2 separate regions of the Gossypium hirsutum genome follow, and region 1 is linked to region 2. A link is a contact called in public Hi-C data. All regions are on one chromosome and are shown on one strand. Each heading gives the region's core, a stretch centred on a gene start, on an enhancer-like site or on the middle of the called end of the contact. The rest is flanking DNA. Distances are from core to core; before and after follow the strand shown. Region 1 has its middle 5.5 kb from the start of LOC121207598. Region 2 holds the start of LOC121207596.

Region 1 (2,978 bases), core at 361-2,860, 150 kb after region 2:
ACTTTGACAAACTTTACGATCCGCTTTCACATTCATCCGCCTCATTCCTTATCACCAATAATATAGGAATTTGGGTATGACGATACCGACTATCTTGGGGTCAACGTTTGACAACCATCGAAACTGTAAAAAAATAAAAAAAAATGTTAACTTGCATTTCATTTTACTTTTCATAAACTGAAGTCTTAAAGTCTTAAAGCATAAGTATAATATATAATAACATATAGATTCTATGATTATCCTAGATCTAATAGAAGAATCTACCAATTTGTTTAAAAATGAGTAGATTCGTCCCTTGAACTGAACCCATGTCAAGTTTCCCCCATTTGTTGAAAATATTTTAACACGGTTATTAACAACAAAAAATAATTCGAGCATTACTATACAAAATAAAAAAATTTATAGGTTACCTATTAACCAAAGGGAATAAATTAAATCGACCTACTAGGGCCAAAAAAGGCATTCTGTACGAAGCCCACGATCAAAGCAAAAGTAGGCATCTTCCAATATTTTGTGACTTTTGATTCGTTGTTCAACACATTTCCTAATACAAGAATGTTAAGATAAAGCCTCCAACAATAATGCGAAATCAATTGGAAGTCTCGAATTAACTCTAGGTACATCAAATGTACCCTATTTGTCGAATTTCCTAGCATCAACACTCCACCTAACAAATGTAAAATATAGGCTCTTATGCGAAAATTTCAAAATTTTTCCTAAACCATATTCACTTTGGCTCCCTCCATATCTCCTTTATCTGGTATCTTGCCAAGTAGTTGTCTGCAAGTTTCAATGATTGCGCTGACACTGGTGACTGGGAAGCCATCTATGGGAAGCCCCAATCAGAATGCTACATGTTGTAGTGTGATTGTACACTCCCTACATAGCAAGTGGAAGGTATGTGTTTCAACTCTCCACCATTCCACCCATGTATATATCAATTCCTGGTTCAAATTAAAACTCTCGATCCTAAATGCATGACCAAATCTAACTACATCTAGGTACACATGCAAGCAGTTATCTCGATGATCTCATTTGTTATGCCTCTTTGTTTTAAGAACATGATCGTAGGACTGCAAAAAGTTTGATTATATAAAAAATTTAATTAGTAATGACCATTTAGATTATTATTATCAACATTTTCCTAATGCTATAAAAATTATTTTACCATTTGAGTAATATAAAAAGAAGTGTAGTTCGAAATAGTTTGAGAACATGATGATGTTGTCATTTTTATAATTTGTAATAATATATTAAATTTAGAATATTTATATATAAATATCTATATCTCAATATTAATAAATAAATAAAATTTTGAATTTAATATAATTAAATTTAATATAATTCTAATTTAAGATTTTAAACTAAAAAAAACATTCTAAAAACACTGATGAAGATGACTTTGAGTAAAATAAAATTTGACAACTCTTTTTTTACCATGGATATAGTGTAGGCTTTGGGGGTTTTAAAAGGTTTAGTGGTGTGGGAATCCGGGTAAACAGGCCTGGAAAACGTTGCTCGAATTTGACCTTTCTATGTCAGGCCTGTATGTTGATTTCCATGACCTGGAAATCGATCTCTGCCGCCCGTTTTCCGCCTTCTCAGTTTGCCAGGATTTGACTCAATAGGCCACGGCCCCAAGCCTCAAAATCGGTGTCACTGGACCCATTTTGCTCTGTTCAAGGTTGCAAAAAAGCTTGTCGTATTTTGATCAACTGTGCTGATATGACCGCTTTCATTTTACTGGTTTTTGGGTAAAAAAGGCCCTGATTATTATATTATTATTTTTTCACCTATTTTTCAATCCAGCTGACAAAAAAGAAATTGTCAGGCTGAAATTGGTTTGGTGAAATAGATTTTGGCTGATAAATTTAAAATGTATTCTAATTGAGGGTGGATGAATGAAATATTTATTTGTGATTAGTATAAAAATATTGATAATATTTAAATTAGATATTGTAATGATATTATAACATAAGATAAAAAATAAAATAAATATATTACTTTTCATTATCTATCCAAATTCATCTTTAGTCAATATAAGCATATGACTAATGTTTTATAGTTGAGAATCTATTTTTTAGTTAATATAATACCAATCAAATTAATAGTTAATTAGTTAAAATCATTTTGACTATTAATTTGAAGATATCCTTTATGTATATAATTAACTAAATATTCAATTTTATTAAATTAATTTTTTAAAGTGTAAAATATTAAAATAAATAAGAATTAGATCATAAATGAATACCTTAATAGAAATCATTATCCGAATAAATAAAATTAATTCGAATAATATATGAAATATTCAACATTGTTCCAACCAAAACTAAAACATAATAATATGGAATAATCGACTTTTTACTATCCCTTTTCTTATTGGCTGCAAAGTGAGAAAATCTTAATTCCGAATCCGAGTAAGAATATTCATGTAACCAAACATATCCACTATAATATCTACAAAACTTTTCTTGCTTAGTTAAACCCCTCAAACTGCAAATACTTGAAGGCTTAAACCTCTATTTTTTTCATTTTCAAAAAATGGCTCTCCTCCAAATCCACACACTTCCTCACCAAATTCCTTCACTTTCACCCATTGTTTTTTCATCAAAAACCCATTCCAAAAACTCACTCTTCTTCTCTACAACAAAGGTTAGACCTTTCTCACTTTCAACACAACCCAGAAAGCTGCTTTGCAAACCCCCACTTGGCAAATATGTCAGGGAAGATTATCTTGTGGTAATTCTTCTTCTTTCTTCTTTAATTTATTTTTATTTTCATTTCTGGGTTTGTTTTGCTTTGTCATTTGCACTATTGGGTTTCTGTCGAAATTGAAAAAAAAAAGGAAGATAAATGAAGTGCTTTTATGACTTTTTAGGTTATTCATCACTGGAAAGATTAAGTGAAATTATTGATTGTTGACTTGGAATTCAATTGTATTTTTCGTTTTTGTTTCTCATGAATCTTCCCATATACAT
Region 2 (2,986 bases), core at 6-2,505:
ATCACGTATGATTCAAGTTTTTTTAATATTTTAATTATCAATAATTAATACATTTTAATTATATTTGATCATTTAAATAATATTATTTTACATCACTTAAAAAATATTATCCAATGAATTAAAAAGATAAAGAGATAAATCCATTCCACATTAAAAATTAGTATATATGTAAATTACTGTATAACCCGCTGTATTGCCAATCTCATCCAACATGAATTGATCAAGTAACTTTCGGCCTCAACATAGCCGAAATGACGAGTCCAACATTCACAACCAGCTGCACCATATTATGATCAGCCAACAATTCTAGTTATCAGCCCAAAGTCCAACAATGCTTCCACCAAGAAAATGCCCAGAGATTTGAAGGTTAGATTGCTCACCATGTGTTTGTAAAAAGTCCTCAACATTTGACATAACTTTTTCATGTATATCCTGTGCAGTTTCACAAATTTGTGAACAAACAAGACTAGTTTTCCCTGCAAGAAAGTAATGGATTGAGCATGGTTTAATTTCTTTGTGTAGGGCCCAATTTTAGCCTGGGCCCAAGACCCACAAACAAAAAACATAAATAAAGGTTTTTTTTACAGTCCAAATTACAGGCCCAGTTATTTTAATCCAAATCTAAAGCCCAAAATAAAACTTAAACCTAAACCCTTCAACAAAAAAACCCCTAACCCCCAATACTTGCAACAGCCGCCGCTCCACCAACGACCTCCGCGTCCCACTCCACTTGGGGCTCCAAGGCCACACTACTCGCGGCACGTCAGAGGCGTGCTCGCCCACGTACCTACAAACATGTAGAAAAACAATTGTAAAAAGGCTATAAAAGCCTCATGAAAATCCATTTGAAGGGACTTTTTTTTTACTTTTATCTTTTCCAGAGAAATCGGTTACAGATTGTATACAAATTTCAAGCAAAAATCAGTAGAAAGCAACCAAAGAATATTTTTAAAGGTGATTATTTACTACATCTTTATTTTATTTCTTTTTTTTTTCATTTTTTTCCCTTCCCATTCAAATCCACAACACAAACTAAAGGATAGGAGAGAAGGAGAGGGACTCACCGCGCATCGTGCTCGCACTGTCTGAGAGCCCTGCTTCGCTGGTCGCAGGCGACTTTTAGGGCGGTTGAAGGCCTAGGCATAGGCCTTTCGGCGAAGAGCAGAGAGAAGAGTAAGGGGATTTCAAAACTTTAAAGGTTTTTTTTAAAATCAAAGTTAAAATGTTTTTAAGCAAAAAGTATTTTAAAACAGGTTTTAATATTTGGAGTAATAAGACAAAAACAGCATTTGGGGGAGGGGGGTAAGAGTCAGTACGCGTTTTGACTGGACCCACACGCATTTTACCTTTAAATGAGTAATTTGCGCAATCAGTCTCCCTCTTTCACGCTAGCGCTCAATCGAGCCATGTTTTTTTTTTAAATTCTTTTAAATTGTCCCTGTAATCTGCACGCTATTTCAATTTGGCCCTCCCCTTAGCGCAGTATTTTGAGATTTGGGGAATTTTCGGTTTTAGTCCTCGAACATTTGTGCGCATTTGATTTCGGCCCAAAATTCTATTTTAATGATTTGTTTTGTTCATAAATTATCCCTTGGATTTTGTTTTTCTCTCAATTAAGTTTTAGTTATTTATTTTTTTTAGAATAAACATGTTGTTTTAATATATTATTTTGGAACTATTTTGATTTCACATTTTATTTATTTATTTTATTTTCATGTGCATACTTGTCTATCTGAAACACCTTCCTACATTATTATTACTACTATATATATTATTTATATTAAGTTTTTTCATGTATATATATTACTTTGTATATCATTAACTTTTAATCTTTTATGCATATTATTTATTTTTAATTTCATTTACGTGTTACACATATTATCTATTTTAATTTTTAATTTTTGATACAGTTCAAACTTTCATTTAAACTATTTACTTTATAATATTTATTTTAAAATTTATTTCTACATTACTATTTAATATATTATTTCTTTTATTTTTTATTTATCTTTAAATTCTTATATCTATTACATGTTTTAAAATTTTCGTATAGTTTGTATAGTAATATTTCCAAATTCTCTTTTTCCCATATTTTATTTTATTTTAAAACTTGTCATATTTCATTTGTGTGATTTATTTGAAATTTCTTTTAAAATTGGTTTCTTATTCATTAGCCATTGGTTATAAATGGTGGTATTTTTATAATATACGATGTGCTGCTATTACATGTATTCTAAGTTGTTCCTTTGCATTTCCTTATTATTTTAGATTATTCATGAAATGTTATTACTACGTGTTTTATTCCTTATGTTATCGAATTATCCCTTTTTAATAAAAATATATTTCATTTATTCATTACATTTTATTCGAAATTTTAAACAAGGCAATACTCGGTACTTGGGAGCTTTGAGGAAATTGTGCCCTAACTTATTAAGTTCCGATTTTCCTCGTCGAATCTAAGTAATCGAGTACCCTTCCTTAAATCAAAACAAATAAGTTTCAAATAAAAGCTTATTCTTGTGAATTCAAGATATTGTGTCCTAACTTATTGGATATGACACTTTATTTTCTCGATGTAAGGATTTCTAAAAAATAAATGCAATATTTTGTATTTGAAAATTTGAAAGATTGTACTCTAACTTACTGAGTTCCGGTTTTTCATTTGACCCAAATAACCGAATATCATTTTTTTCATTTAAGTGCATGACTTTTGAAAATTAAAAGACAAGCTTATTTTCGAGGGTTTACAAGCTTATTTTCGAGGGTTTAAATGTTGTATCCTAACTTACTAGGTGTGACATTTTATTTCTTCGAGATAAGAGGGTCTTAGCATTCCATTTAATTTATTCAAGTGTTCTTTTTAAAAAAAAAATAAAAGGATCGTATTCTAAAATCTTTTCAAACATTCAACGTTAAAACATTAACTAATCAATTCGGTACCAATTTTGGGCGTTACGAGGGTACTAACCTTCCTCGTGTGTAACCG

What was found. Hi-C and Micro-C count contacts between places; a contact is called where the count stands out from the background.
Region 1: a contact with region 2 is called in a Hi-C map of leaf, with 1.5 times the contacts expected there. The contact joins the enhancer-like site here to the promoter of LOC121207596 in region 2. A contact is called at or near these places in 3 of 34 Hi-C or Micro-C datasets (all in leaf).

What each region holds. Positions count from the first base shown.
Region 1 is chrA10:106,112,486-106,115,463 of Gossypium_hirsutum_v2.1, forward strand. It overlaps the pseudogene LOC121207599. Among protein-coding and RNA genes, the nearest start is that of LOC121207598, 5.5 kb to the left of the region's middle. Within about 2 kb of position 1,611, at least 7 of the 9 cell types and tissues checked have an H3K27ac peak or open chromatin away from gene starts, as enhancers often do. A contact at or near this core is called in leaf, where this site is marked.
Region 2 is chrA10:105,958,139-105,961,124 of Gossypium_hirsutum_v2.1, forward strand. It overlaps LOC121207596, which reads right to left and starts at 1,256. Exons shown (of 4, transcript XM_041077934.1): 1 at 1,065-1,256; 2 at 676-787; 3 at 381-476; 4 at 119-277. The coding sequence starts at 1,144. The coding sequence ends at 221.